Regions from separate parts of the Sus scrofa genome. Here region 2 is linked to region 1. Evidence: chromatin contacts called from public HiChIP or PLAC-seq data. All regions are on one chromosome and are shown on one strand. Each heading gives the region's core, a stretch centred on a gene start, on an enhancer-like site or on the middle of the called end of the contact. The rest is flanking DNA. Distances are from core to core; before and after follow the strand shown.

Region 1 (7,276 bases), core at 1,298-3,797:
CACCGAGGTCCACAGCTTCACCCAGGCCCAGCTGGACGGCGGGCTTGTGCTGTTCTCACACAAAGGTAAGTGCTGAGAGGTGGGGATGCCCTGAGCGTGGGCGCCGGCATGGGCCAGCGAGACCCAACTCCACCCCTGTCCTAGGAGCCCTGGATGGAGGCTTCCGCTTCAGCCTGTCTGATGGTGAGCACACTTCCCCTGGACACTTCTTCCGGGTGGTGGCCCAGAAGCAGCCGCTCCTCTCGCTGGAGGGCAGCCGGACGCTGACTGTCTGCCCAGGTGGGTGCACCACGCCAGGGTCATACTGCCTCTCCAGCCATTGCAGGCCTTGCCCTGGCTCCCGAGCCAAGGCTGACAGTCCCCTTTTGCCTCTCGCAGGCTCTGTCCAGCCACTCAGCAGCCAGAGCCTGCGAGCCAGTTCCAGCGCAGGCACCGACCCCCGCCACCTGCTCTACCAGGTGGTGCAGGGTCCCCAGCTTGGCCGGCTCTTCCACACCCAGCGGGGCCCCGCTGGGGAGGCCCTGGTGAACTTCACTCAGGCAGAGGTAAGGACCCCTCTCTACAGCCACCACTTAGACTCCGGCCTGGAATAGCCCACTCTGCCTCTGGACACACATGTGGACATGGGTACGAGCTCCAGCAGTGTTGGCAGCCACTCCCCGGGCTCACCATGGTCCAGCCTCTGCATGCCCCCCTCCAAGGGCCACCAACCAGTCAGGACCACCAGGGCTTAGTGTTCCGGGGCAGAAAGAAGGATGCAGGAAGTCAGAGCTATAGGGGCTCAGAACAGGGATGATGTTCTGGGGCTTGGCTTCTAGAAGAAACTACAGTTGGACCCTAGGAGCTGAAAATAATACTCTGCATGGGGGACACTAGATACCCCAATGGCTGATGGGGGCAGTGCTTGGTTCAAGGGGATAGAGTTTGGGATGAAGGCAGCTGCTGGGCTGGTGAACAGAGGTGTAAGCCTGGGGCTCAGGTCAAGAGCAGCAAGAAGCAGAATGGGTCCTGAAAGCAGATGAGTGGGCAGAAGGCAGCTGAGTAGGTGAGTTAGGAGCAAAGCTGCCATCCATCCATCCATCCATCACAGCAGCTTCAGGACACAGCTGTCCCACTGCACGCCAGAGGCCATCAGTGAAAACCAGAATTGAGCCACAGGAAGGGTCAGACCGATACGCTGCTGGGATCACAGAGCCCTCTATGCTGTACCAGTGGGGCCAACAGCCATCACTTAAATTAAGGTCCCTTCTAAGTGCAAAAGGTGCAAGCATTCTAGGGCAGCCCTGGTTCTCCCCAGGGCAGGGCAGTATGGAACTTTCAGGCATCGGGGAAGGAAGTCACCTTAACAAGGGCAGGAAGAGTCTCTCAGTCCTCTCGCATCAATATTCCCCAGGCCTGGGTTCTCTGTTCTCCCAGCTTCTGCTATGGCCCCCTTTCTGCTCCTCCCCACAATGAAATATTCAGCAGGCTGGAGGCTGTAGCAGCTGTGCACCCTGAATCCCTGGGAGCCTTTGTCACTGGATGCCCAGGAAGGAGGAGGAAGTCCCCTCCTGGACCTGCTCTGCTTCCCTCACACCCCAGCAATCCAAGTTCTAGAATGAATGGCCCCTAGGGGGTCTGGCTGGCAGGGCCACCCAGGGAAGCTGGGAGGAGGGCAGGACTGGGTGAAGGGGGCAGGCAGGACTGACAGCGCCACTGTCCCTCCATCCTCTGAGTTGGGTGGGGCAGAGATCAGCTTTTCCCACTTTACAGATGAGGAAACTGAGGCTCACAGAGAGAGGTCAGGTGACTTCATTCCAAGTCCATGGCTAGTAAGAAGCAAAACCAGGACTGTGCCTTCAGACTGCTGGCCCAAGATTTCTTTCACCAAAGAACACTGCTGGTTTCCAGAGCTCAGGAAGCCTTCCCACCTCACCTGTGACTTGCCTCATCCCAAGCCAGTCACCCCCACCCACAAGGAGCTCCTGTACCCAGACATCCAACTTCCCACCCCCACCCCTAAGGGTCTCCATTTCCTCCCCACCCACCCATTGGCCTGGGCCAGAGGTTACAGCTGGTAGTCCTTGCAGGCCACAGCTGGCCCACAGATGTGTTTTACTTGGCCTGCACATGCCTTTAATATTTTTAAATTAGTGGTCAAGATATAACCTTTGGGGGATTACACACACACACACACACACACACACACACACACACAGGCCCTGATTTCCAGTTTCTTATAAGACCTGTGTTCCCTCTTCCGGCCATCAACTGAAGAGCAGCTGTCCCTTTGACTGGCTCTGCTCCCGTCTCAACCAGGCAAGGCTCCCCAGTTCACAGCCCCCCTGCTCCTAGAATCTCCCGCACGCTGTGATCCCAGTCAGTTTCCCTCTCTCTATTGCACAAGTCCTGTTTTTCTGAGAGAAGGAAAATAGTTCCCTGTGTCTCCCGAAAGGGGAAAACAAAAGATAAGCCAAGAAGACACGTTGGGATTAGAAGGGGGAGGGAACGGATTGCTTGAGGGAAGTGGAGACTATGCCTTAGTGTTTAACAGGCAGATGGCCCTGGAGCACAGCGGGTGTGGCTGGAGTGGAGTTGCCGTGGGAGGCGTGGGAGGACGGGAGGTCACGGGTAACAGGGTCACACAGGGTCTTTGAGGCCAAATGAGCCCTTGTACTGTCTGAGCGAGAGTGACATAGCCTTATTTACATGGTTAAAGCTTCACTCTGGGAGTTCCCTTCATGGCTCGGTGGAAACAAATCTGACTAGCATCTGTGAGGAGGCAGGTTCGATTCCTGGCTTCTCTCAGTGGGTTAAGGATCCAGCACTGCCGTGAGCTGTGATGTAGGTGGCAGACACGGCTCAGATCCAGCATTGCTGTGGCTGTGGTGTAGGCCAGCAGCTATAGTTCTGATTCGACCCCTAGCCTGGGAGCCTCCACATGCTGCATGTGCGGCCCTAAAAAATAATAATAAAATGAAAGTTCACTCTGACATCTGTGTCAAGAACAAACTGTAGAGGGGGTGGAGCAGGGGCCAAAGCCAGGACGCAGGAGGTTTGGGGAATAATCCGGGCCAGAAATGATGGTATGTGAGAGGAGGAGAGGAATCAGTGGTGACTCAAGAGCTTGGGGCTTGAACCACTGGAAGAACAGAGCTGTGCCCTCTGCAGTGGGAACCTGGGAGCGGTGGGGCAGGTCAGGGATCATCTGGGACATACTGAGTTTGAGACATCCCTCAGACATCCCCACGGAGCTGCCCGAGAAGCAGGTGGTCATGAGCCTGGAGTTTGGGAGAGCACAGCCGGGCTGCAGATACAAATAAAGGGGTCATCTCGTGGCTGGCATTGGAGGATGTGAGGCCCACTGAGAGCCCGTGAGCAGTGCCTGTAGCTAGAGTCTCAAGGCCAAGCCACAGACATTGAGGAGAAGGGGCAGGACCAGCAAGAGTCTGTGAAAAGGCAACTAGTGAGGTCGGAGGGAGACTAAGAGAGCAGAACCTCTTGGAAGCCACCAGGTGCGCTCAAGGAAGGAACGCTCGATTGGGTAGAATGCCGCTGAGCGGATGAGTGAAAGGAGGCCTGGGAATAGACCACTGGGTCCAGCAACCCAGAGGCCATTGTGCCCTTGGCAGCCATAGGAGCAGAAGCCTGGGTGGAGTGCACTCAGAATGGCATGGGGAAGAGTGTAGACTATTCTTTTTGGACTCTGCTGCAAAGAAGAGCAAAAAAAAGAGTTCCCTGGTGGCTTAGCAGGTTAAGGATCCAGCATTGTCACTACTGGGGCTCCGGTCCCTGCAATGGTGGGAACTTGACCTCTGGCCCAGGAACTTTTGCATGCCTCAAATTCAGCCAAAAAAGAAGAAGAAAGGAGTTCCCGTCCTGGCTCAGTGGTTAACGAATCCGACTAGGAACCATGAGGTTGAGGGTTTGATCACTGGCCTCGCTCAGTGGGTTAAGGATCTGGTGTTGCCGTGAGCTGTGGGGTAGGTTGCAGATGTGGCTTGGGTCCCACATTGCTGTGGCTGTGGTGTAGGACAGTGAAGTCAAGAAGTTTTTTCTTTTTTTGTGTGTGTGCTTTTTTTTTTTTTTTTTTTGTCTTTTTAGGGCCACCCTCACTCACTGCATGTGGAAGTTCCCCGGCTAGGGGTCGAATCAGAGCTGTAGCTGCTGGGCCTACACCACAGTCACAGTAACTGGGGATCTGAGCCACGTCTGCAACCTACACCACAGCTCACGGCAATGCCGGATCCTTAACCCATTGAGTGAGGCCAGGGGTCAAACCTGCGTCCTCATGGATACTAGTCCACTGAGCCACAATGAGAACTCCAAGAGAAGTTTTTTCTTTAAGGTGGAGGGTTAGCTTAGTTGCGTAATGATAAGAATGACTCACCTGGGGGAAGAAAGACAGGAGATGGTAAGAGCGGTGTCTTCAGAGAGAAAAGAGGCAGGGATTTCATTGCAAAAGAGGAAAGATATGCTATTGAGAGAAACACAGAGAGGAAGACTTGCCCCAGGGGCAGAGCTGGGGCTTGACAAAGGCATCCAGCTGCAGCTCCGGGCTCTTCACTGTCATGGGACTGTTTTATGGTGACCCACTGAGTTGATGAGGGAGAGTGCAGGCTCCAGACAACATGATGCACAGCAGGGAGCACCTCAAGGGAGGCTGGACACTGAGGGGCTGGCAGGGAGCTCCAAATGCCCCACCTGGGACCAGCCTGTGATGAGGCTCCTGGGCACCACAGGCTAGACCTGCCTCCATCCCAACAATGGGTTATCCCCACAGGTATATGCTGGGAATGTTCTCTATGAGCACGAGATGCCCCCCGAGCCCTTCTGGGAGGCCCGCGACACTCTGGAGCTCCAGCTCTCCTCACCTCCTGCCCCCGACGTGGCCACCACCCTTGCTGTGTCCGTGTCTTTCGAGGCTGCCTGTCCCCAGCGCCCCAGCCGCCTCTGGAGGAACAAAGGTGAATTGCATGATTGAGCTGGCAAAGTTGGGGGGACACTGGGAGAGGCCCAGAGAGGAGGGGACATAGGCCAAGGTCAGTAGTTCATGGCAATTCCCAGGACATGGTAAATTATAGAGAGGGTGGGTGAGTGGGGAGGCTTTGAGGTCAGATTCTGGTCCTCCTGGGCCCCTGAGCCCCAACCTGGGGCACCTGGCCTGAGGCGGGAAGCACAACCTTGCCTTGAGGACCTGGGTCCGAGGGTCCACAGCTCTGCCCTCAGCGGATGGTAGCATCATCGCCTGTGTCCCGCCCCCAGGTCTCTGGGTCTCCGAAGGCCAGCGGGCCGAGATCACCACGGCCGCCCTCGATGCTTCCAACCTCCTGGCCAGTGTTCCATCACCGCAGCGCCTGGAGCATGACGTGCTCTTCCAGATCACACAGTTTCCCACACGGGGCCAGCTGTTGGTGTCCGAAGAGCCCCTCCACGCCGGGCGGCCCCACTTCCTGCAGTCTGAGCTGGCCTCAGGGCAGCTGGTGTACGCCCACGGCGGTGGGGGCACCCAGCAGGATGGCTTCCGCTTCCGTGCCCACCTCCAGGGGCCAGCTGGGACCTTGGTGGCGGGACCCCACACCTCAGAGGCCTTCGCCATCACAGTGCGAGACGTGAATGAGCGGCCCCCTCAGCCACAGGCCTCCATCCCACTCCGGCTCACCCGGGGCTCCCGCAGTCCCCTCTCCCGGGCCCAGCTGAGCGTGGTGGACCCAGACTCGGCTCCTGGGGAGATAGAGTACGAGGTTCAGCGGGCCCCCCACAATGGCTACCTGAGCCTGCCAGGGGCCAGCCCAGGGCCAGTGACCCGCTTCACCCAGGCTGATGTGGATGCAGGGCGGTTGGCCTTCGTGGCCAATGGGAGCAGCGTGGCGGGCATCTTCCAGCTGAGCGTGTCTGATGGGGCCAGCCCGCCCCTGCCCATGTCCCTGGTTGTGGACGTCTTGCCCTCAGCCATTGAAGTGCAGCTGCGGGCACCCCTAGAGGTGCCCCAGGCTGTAGGGCGCTCCTCCCTGAGCCGGCAGCAGCTCCAGGTGGTTTCCGATCGGGAGGAGCTGGACGCAGCCTACCGCCTCACCCAGGGGCCCCGCTACGGGCACCTTCTGGTGGGCGGGCAGCCCGCCACGGCCTTCAGTCAGCTCCAGGTAGACCAGGGTGAAGTGGTCTTTGCTTTCACCAACTTCTCCTCCCCTCACGACCAGTTCAGCATCCTGGCACTGGCCAGGGGTGCCAACGCGTCGGCCACAGTGAATGTCACCGTAAGGGCTCTGCTGCATGTGTGGACAGGTGGACCATGGCCCCAAGGTGCCACCCTCCGCCTAGACCCCACCGTCTTAGATGCGGGCGAGCTGGCCAACCACACAGGCAGTGTGCCGCGCTTCCGGCTCCTGGCGGGACCCCGGCACGGCCGTGTGGTCCGTGTGCCCCGGGCCAGGACAGAGCCCAGGGGCGGCCAGCTTGTGGAGCAGTTCACCCAGCAGGACCTTGAGGATGGAAGGCTGGGGCTGGAGGTGGGCAGGCCAGAGGGTAGCCCTCCTGGTCCTGCTGGCGACAGTCTCACTCTGGAGCTGTGGGCAAGGGGTGTCCCTCCTGCCGTGGCCTCACTGGACTTTGCCACTGAGCCTTATAATGCGGCCCGGCCCTATAGTGTGGCCCTGCTCAGTCTGCCTGAGGCTGCTCGGACAGAGGCAGGGAAGCCAGAAAGCAGTACCCCCACAGGAAAGCCAGGCCCAGCGGCCTCCAGCCCCGTGCCCGCTGTGGCCAGGGGAGGCTTCCTGGGCTTCCTCGAGGCCAACATGTTCAGCATCATCATCCCCGTGTGCCTGGTCCTCCTGCTCCTGGCCCTCATCTTGCCTCTGCTCTTCTACCTCCGCAAACGCAACAAGACGGGCAAGCACAACGTCCAAGTGCTGACTGCCAAGCCCCGCAATGGCCTGGCGGGCGACAATGAGACCTTCCGCAAGGTAGATCCCGGCCAGGCCATCCCACTCACAGCGGTACATGGCCAGGGGCCCCCACAAGGGGGCCAGCCTGACCCAGAGCTGCTACAGTTCTGCCGGACATCCAACCCTGCCCTCAAGAACGGCCAGTACTGGGTGTGAGGCCTGGCCTGGGCCCAGATGCCGATCAGGCCAGGGACAGGCTTGCTCAGGCCCCGGCCCCCATGGCTCCCCTGTCCTGGTGCTGTCTGAATGTTCCCAGAGCCAGAAGCCCTGGGGACACCAGGGGTGGAGGGTGTTGGGAAGAAGTCCCAGGGGTCCAGGACCACGTGGAGTCAAGAGCTGGAACCTCCCCAGCT
Region 2 (7,276 bases), core at 1,946-4,445, 300 kb after region 1:
CAAACCCCTGCAGATGTGACACTGTGAATCTATGTTCTCTCGATTCTGCTGGGCCCAGTGCAGCCCCGGAACTCCACGTCCTCTGCCTAGCCCCACCGTTCACCTTATCAGTCACTTCAGACATGCTCCACGACCCTTCAACTACCAACCCTCCTACTCCTTTTCACCTGCCACCCTACGGCCCACGATGACACCTGACCCCCCCATGCTGGGGCTTCTACATGGGCCTCCAATGAGGTCCTCTAGCCAGGGTCGCAAATGACTTTTGCCACCAAATCCAGTCTTCTTCCTTAACGCCTCGGCAGCATGTGACACAAACCCACCTCTCCTGAAGCAGCATGCTTTCCTGGATTTCTCCCTCTGGCCTGGCCTCTGGCTCATGTGCTGGCTCACCCTCTGTTCCCCAGCCACCAAATGGTGATCTCAGCAGAATGCCTGCTGTCATTACCCTGGGGCAGGGGTCTGGAACCGAAGGTGAGATGAAGAATGTTAAGGGCAGTCCGGCACTTCTTTCTCTATTTCAGTGGTTTTTAACCTTTTTGTGCCATGGACTCACCTGGCATCTAGTGAAGTCTGTAGGCCCTTTTCAAAACAATATTTCGTCGTTATTTTTAAAATATGGAATGCTTCACGAATTTGCATGCCATCCCTGTGCAAGGGCCATGCTAATCTACTGTGTATCACTCCAACACAAAAAAAAAGGTATTTTGGTTCCTTTTTTTTTTTTTTTTTTTTGGCTGCACCTGCAGCATACGAAGTTCTGGGGCCAGGGATTGAACCACACCACAGTGGTGTGTGTGTGTGAACATTGGATCCTTAGCCTACTTCACCACCAGGGAACTCCAACAGTGTTTTTAAATGTATAAAATACATAGAAAAAACCTACACAGTAAAAGAAACAAATTGGTGATGTGACATGTTTCAAGTCTAATTACCATAGTAATTTAGAAATAACCATAAACAATATGTAAACAATGCCAACAGCTGTAGTGTGATACAAAAATATCTATTATTATGACAAAGTCAGAGGTGCTGCTAATAGTAGTGGGTTTGCTGCCAACACACAAAACCAAAAGAAATACTAAATTTCAGTTTGAAGTTAGTGAAAATTAAGATGTAATATTTTTCCTAAGTTCAAGGGCCCCTGACTTCTACCCATAGCTGTCTTCTACCATCCCTGTATTTTTTCTGACTTCTACCATTATTGACATTACAATGTACTATTTACATTTTTACCATAAGTACATGTTCCTTGTGCAGGTTCTTTCTTTCCTTTTTTTTTGCTTGTTAGGGTCGCACTGGCAGCATATGGAGGTTCCCAGGCTAGGGGTTGAATTGGAGCTACAGCTGCCGGCCTACAACACAGCCACAGCAATGCCAGATCTGAGCCGCGTCTGCAACCTACACCACAGCTCACGGCAACACCAGATCCTTAACCCACTGAGCGAGGCCAGGGATCAAACCCACAACCTCATGGATCCTAGTCGGATTCGTTTCCGCAGCACCACGATGGGAACTCCTGCAGTTTCTTAAAATGCTGGTGTTTCTCTAGCTTATGTTGTAGGCCATCTCTTCCCTACTCACATTCTCACTGAGACAGGTTACATATTTTTAGGGTTCAATGATCATCTTTGTGCTGAGAACTCCCCAGAGCATAACTGCCATTGTATTCTTCTGAGCTCCAGACCCTTAAGTTCAATTATTACATTTTTAATTTTTTGGCCTCACCTGCATCATGTGGAAGTTCCCAGGCTAGCGAGTGACCCTGTGCCACAGCAGTAACCAAAACCACAGCAGTGACAGCACCAGATCCTTAACCTGCTGAGCCACCAGGGAACTCCCAAACCCTTAATTCAGGACGAGCCAGCTGCACCTGGAGCTCAGAAACCTCACTCAGCATGAATCAAAATAACTGGTGCTCTTCGTGCTGAAATCTGCCCCCTGCCACCCCACCCAGCACGACTACCTGGGAACCAAGCCCAGACCTCTCCCATTCCCTTTTTCCTCATGCATTTAGTCCATGAGTCCTGCTGATTCCCTCCCCCCTCTCTCCACCCTATCTGAAGCCATCACCATCTTCTGAGGGGTCTGCTGCCCCAGGCTGGGCTCCCTGTTCCCCTCTTGCTCCCTCCACAAATCAGCTTAAAGGCTCTTCCTAACTTCCCAGTGTCCTCTTCTTAAAGTCCAGACTCTTCTGTGTGACTCTCAAGACCCAGCAAGCTTCCGTCTTTGCCTACCTGTCCAGCCTCATCTTTCACTAATAGCCTCCAGTTTCTACTCTTCCAGGTGGTGAATTGCATTCATTCCTAGGGAATCATGCTCTCTCTCACCTAAATTCTTTGACTGCTGTTCCCTGTCTGAAGATACAGCCTCCTGACAACCCCCCTACACAATCTGTACCGCACTCAGCTAGCTTTCTTCCCTACTCCAGGGTCCTTGGGTGATGTCATCCTCTGGAAGCCTTCCTGACACTTTGCACAAGGCAAGTTAGGCCCCTTCCTCTCACATCTTAACTATGACTGCCCATTCAAGCTGCCAACTTTGCCCTTCCCTCCTGCAGTTGAAGACCCAGTGCCTGGCACAGTGCATGGTATAAAACAGGCACTCACAATCTGCTGAAGGAATGAATGGATGGATGAGTTGGGAAGTCCCCACCCCAAACCTACTCCTTTCTGGCTCTGGGAAGAATGAAGGGTTTTTCTAATAATGCAGAAGACCGCGCCTAATTCCAAGCAAGTTTTTCTCCAAGTCCCACAGGAGGGCTGGTAAGCGGGCACCTTTGGGAGGACCTACTGGGGCAGCGGAAGGCTTGAAGGGACAAGCCCCAGGCCCTGTCCCTGCCCCGGCGGGTGTGGGCCTTTCCTTACCGCGGAGGCACTCCAAGCCGGCCTGCCTGCCCTGTCCTACCCATCCTGATGGGGAGAGGGTGGAGGGGGGCTTTTCTCTATCAGACCCTCGGCCCTCAGGACTGCACCCAAGCGCCCGCTGCACGGCCTGGACAGACTGTCCAGCTCCTCGCACCCGGCGCGCCACCATCCCCACAGCGGTGAGATTTGGAGGCTCCTGCCCTGCCCAACCCCAGCACCCGATGCCTCGCATTACCCCTCATCCCTCACCATCGCTCCAGGAAGCCCGCGCCGGGGACGGTCTCCTTCCTGTCGTTCCTGGTCAGCTGATGCTGCGGTCACGTGACGCCGGGGCGGGGCTTTCTCCGAAGGGGCGGGGGCGACTCGCCCTGACCTGGCCTCCCCGGGCCGAGCGCGGGGGCGACCTAGTCCCCCAGAACCTTTCCCCGGAAAGAACTGGCTCCAACCCCCAGGCTAAGAAGAGAACCAAAACTGTAGGAGGAGGGAGTGGAAGCCCTTAAATTTGTTCGTTTTAAGGGAGTGGGAGCCCAGAGCCGGGTGTGACACTTAGAATCGATCCCTTCTGCTGGGCTATTCCGGTCGTTTCTATGGTTTGAGTCAGTAAGCAATGCCATTATGTATAGCGGTGCGCTGTGGCAGGACATATTTCTAAAACTTCACTGGACTAAAATATACACCCAAGAAATTGTACATAGTGTAAGCACAAAGCATAATGAATTTTCCTAAACTCCTTCTTAGGTGACCCTCAACCCAGCGAACCAGTGATCCCTGACTTAGGAGGAGACTTGGACCCACTGCCTTTTAATTGAAACTGTTCACTTGGTGTCAGACTGCTCCATAAATAGAAAAAGATGGAAAGCTTCCTAATTAGTGATAAAATTGATCTCACTTATAAAGAGCTTTTTAAAAATCATAGACATCATGTTGAAGTCAATGGTGTGTTACAACACATCATGTTAAAGAAAAATTTTAAGGGTATAAGAAAGGTTCCACTTATATTTTATCCTCTCAATAGCTTAAAGAGGAAGAGTATGGATAGATTTGGGGCAGCACTTATTTTATTAAAAAGGAGAAAAAAATTGGTGATGCATGAAAACTGCCTTAAGTTGATAGAGTATTTGAAAACCAAAACAGCAAACAGCAAACAAATTATTTAAATTTGGAAATAAGGCAAAAAGGTGGGTGGCATGTCCTTTTAATGTCATACTGGAACATTGTCTCATAGATTTGTTTTACAAATAATGATTATTTGACTATTTAGAGCCGTGGTTCTCAAATTTTAGAGTGTATCAGAATCACCTGCAGGGCTTATTAAAACAGTGTTGGCCTCATCCCCAGGGTTTCTAATTAAAGAGGTCTGGGATAGGACCTGAAATTTTGCATTTCTAACAAGTTCCTAGTAGGCTGATATTTCCAATTTGGGGACTATACTTTGAAAATCACTAATGTAGGAAAATATACCTGAGAAATTATATGTTAACTCATAGATTTCTCTCCAGTAGAAAACCCCAAAGATTACAGTTTTATTGCCCCATAGGATATTGTCAGGTTTTGTCTCTTAACTCAGCACACACTTCAAAATACCTTTCTGGGAACTAGAAATACTTCTCAAAATGCTCCTGGAATTAGCTTTACCATTTTACTGTTCCCTCATTCATTAAATATTTGATACACATTCCTTCACTTGTATGGAAGTCATGTTTTTCCTTTTTTTTTTCTTTTTGCAAAGTAAACTTAGACACAGTACACTTGTGTACTAGTCCTGGACTGGAGTATACACCTACTAGTGTATACTTTAATACTAGACCTGTTCCTGTTAAAATCAGGAGCAGTAATGCACTCCCATTACTATGATCCAGCATTGTTCTAGAGGTACTCAGGCCAGGGGTTCTCAACTGGGTTGATTTTGCCTCTTGGTGGATATTTGGCAATGTCTGGAAATATTTTTAGGCGTCACAACTAGGAAGTGTTTCTAGCATCCGGAAGGCAGAGGCCAGAGATACTGCTAAACGTCCTCCAAGGCATAGGACAGACCCTGGTCACAAAGAGTTATTTGGCCAAAAAATGTCAATAGTGCTGCTACTGAGAACCTGTGTAGTTAAATAAGAGATGGGAAATCCATTAGCATAAATATTGGAAAAGAATAAACTAGTATTTGCAGATGACAGACTGTTTAGAAAAGCTACGAGAAACACCTGAAGAACAATTGAAAATCACAGAAGGCCAGGTGGCGGGTGGAGTGTGCTGGGTATTGGGTGTAGACCAGGCTCTCCAGGCCCACCTGGGGAGGAGAAGTCAGAGGCCCACAGGTGAGCCTGGGCTCGTCTCAGTGAAGAGAGGGAAGAGGGGAAGGCTTCATAAGGAGGTGGAGAACTCAGGCCTCATCGATCTGACCTCCTGCCAGCCTAAGAGAAAGCCGGAGGTCAGAGATCGGAGGTCTTGGGAGCCCTGACCCAGCCGGGTCCCAGGTTTCACTGTGGGCGAGTCAGTCCAATGGCGGGGCCCTGACCAGAACCCAGGAGCCTTGGAGATGATCTGAAGACCCTATTTTTTGGCCCCCAGACACAGATCGCAGTGGGAGTTCAGGGAAGCCTCTGGCCAGGATGTGATTTTTTTTGGCTTCTAACGCCAAAGCCCACCTCATCTTTGTCTCCTCTCACCGGCCACACTTGTGCAGCCCCACGTTGGAGGTGAGTATCTCCCTGGTGGGGTCTGAGGGGCTGGGCTGAAGGCCCAGGGTCAGGGTCAGTTCCTAGAGCTGGACCAGGTGGCCAGTCCTAAGCAAGTCCTGTTCACCTTCACCACCAGCCAGGCCAGTCACGACTGTGGGCAAGGGAGGACCCCAGGGATGAGCCCTCACTGAGGCTGGCCACCTCCTGTAGCCCCAAGAGCAGCACTGGCTCCACAAGCCCCACCACAAGCCCTGCACCTGTCCAATCTGGCTCCCCAGGCTTTGAAAACACTGGGCTTTGTGCCCCTAACTCTTCACACAGGGTTCTCTGCCCAGGGGGCTGCTGAAAGGGAAACTGGTCTCACCTGCTTGAGAAAGATCTTAGGAAATCATTTTTTGGGGGAACCTGGGTCCACCTTCATTCCTTCCTTCCTTCATTCATTCCTTCACCTCTGTTCTAATGAGGTGCCTTTGGGTGGGCTCCTGGATGCTGTGGGATGAGGTCTGGTCACCAGGAAGACCAAGCCAGGATTAGACGCTTGAAGAGGGACCACAGATTGAGTTCACCTTTGATCATGAATTCATGAATGATTCTTGAAGTTCCTGTCATGGCTCAGCAGAAATGAATCTGACTGGTATCCATGAGGATGCAGGCTCAATCCCTGGCCTTGCTCAGTGGGTTAAGGATCTGGCATTGCCATGAGCTGTGGTGTAGGTCACAGATGCAGCTCAGATCTGGGGTTTCTGTGGTTGTGGTGAGAGCCAGCAGCTACAGCTCTGATTTGACCCCTAGCCTGGGAACTTCCATATGCCTTGGGTATGTCCCTAGGAAAAAAAAAATCCATGAATGATTCTTGATGAGTTAACCATTGATTCATGAATACATGATGAATTCTCCACAATTGTCCATGAACCACAGAGCTGGGGACCACATCCATGTGCTGGAAGGTGGCACACCCCCGGCCCCCAGTCCCAGCTCCGTAGGGATAGAAGTTCCTATGCTTAGGACTCTGTTAGACCTTGCCTTTTGTATCTCTTCATCTGGCTGTTTGTCTGTGTCCTTTATTATATAGTAAATTGGTGAGTGGGAGTGTTTGCCTAACCTCTGTGAGCTGTTATATTAAATTATCTAACCTGAGGAGGGGGTTGTGAGAACCCTGATTTGTAGCCAGGTTGGAGAGAAGTGTGGACAACTGAGAAACCAACCCCTTGCCGTTGGTGTCTGTAGTAGAGGGCAGTCTTGTGGGACTGAGCCCTTGGTTGTGCTCTGATGCTGTCTTCAGACAGTGTGAGAACTGAATTGTAGGAGGCTCAGTTGGAGAATTGGTTGGTGTGCAGAAACCGCACACATTGGATGTCATGGTGTAGAGGAATAGTTTTTCCTTTTAGATACTGTTAAGTACAGGAATTTCCATCGTGGCTCAGTGGAAACGAATCTGACCAGCGTCCGTGAGGACACAGGTTCGATCCCTGGCCTTGCTCAGTGGGTTAAGGATCCGGCGTTGCCATGAGCTATGGTGTAGGTTGCAGACACAGCTCGGATCCTGCGTTGCTGTGTCTGTGGCGTAGGCCAGAGGCTGTAGCTCCAATTGGATCCCTAGCCTCCATATGCCGCAGGTGCTGCCCTAAAAAGACCAAAAAAAAAAAAAAAAAGATATTGTTAATTACAAACTTAATAAATTGGGAATCCCCTGGTGGCCCAGTTCGTCAAGGATCTGGGATTTTCACTGCAATGGCT

What was found. HiChIP or PLAC-seq counts read pairs in DNA pulled down with a chosen protein or histone mark.
Region 2: a contact with region 1 is called in an H3K27ac HiChIP or PLAC-seq map of alveolar macrophages. The contact joins the promoter of COMMD4 here to the enhancer-like site in region 1. A contact is called at or near these places in 5 of 47 Hi-C or Micro-C datasets (embryonic fibroblasts, mesenteric adipose tissue, omental adipose tissue and 2 more) and 1 of 2 datasets of contacts at active chromatin or transcription factors (alveolar macrophages).

What each region holds. Positions count from the first base shown.
Region 1 is chr7:57,980,339-57,987,614 of Sscrofa11.1, forward strand. CSPG4 (chondroitin sulfate proteoglycan 4) reads left to right here. Exons shown (of 10, transcript XM_003128485.6): 6 at 1-65; 7 at 145-279; 8 at 379-545; 9 at 4,763-4,946; 10 at 5,245-7,276. The coding sequence ends at 7,079. Among named protein-coding and RNA genes, the nearest start is that of SNX33, 32 kb to the right of the region's middle. Within about 2 kb of position 2,548, at least 5 of the 83 cell types and tissues checked have an H3K27ac peak or open chromatin away from gene starts, as enhancers often do. A contact at or near this core is called in alveolar macrophages, where this site is marked.
Region 2 is chr7:58,279,933-58,287,208 of Sscrofa11.1, forward strand. It overlaps COMMD4 (COMM domain-containing protein 4), which reads right to left and starts at 3,196. Exons shown (of 8, transcript XM_001924389.6): 1 at 3,117-3,196. The coding sequence starts at 3,119. It overlaps LOC106504438 (taste receptor cell protein 1-like), which reads left to right and starts at 5,239. Exons shown (of 13, transcript XR_002345820.1): 1 at 5,239-5,557.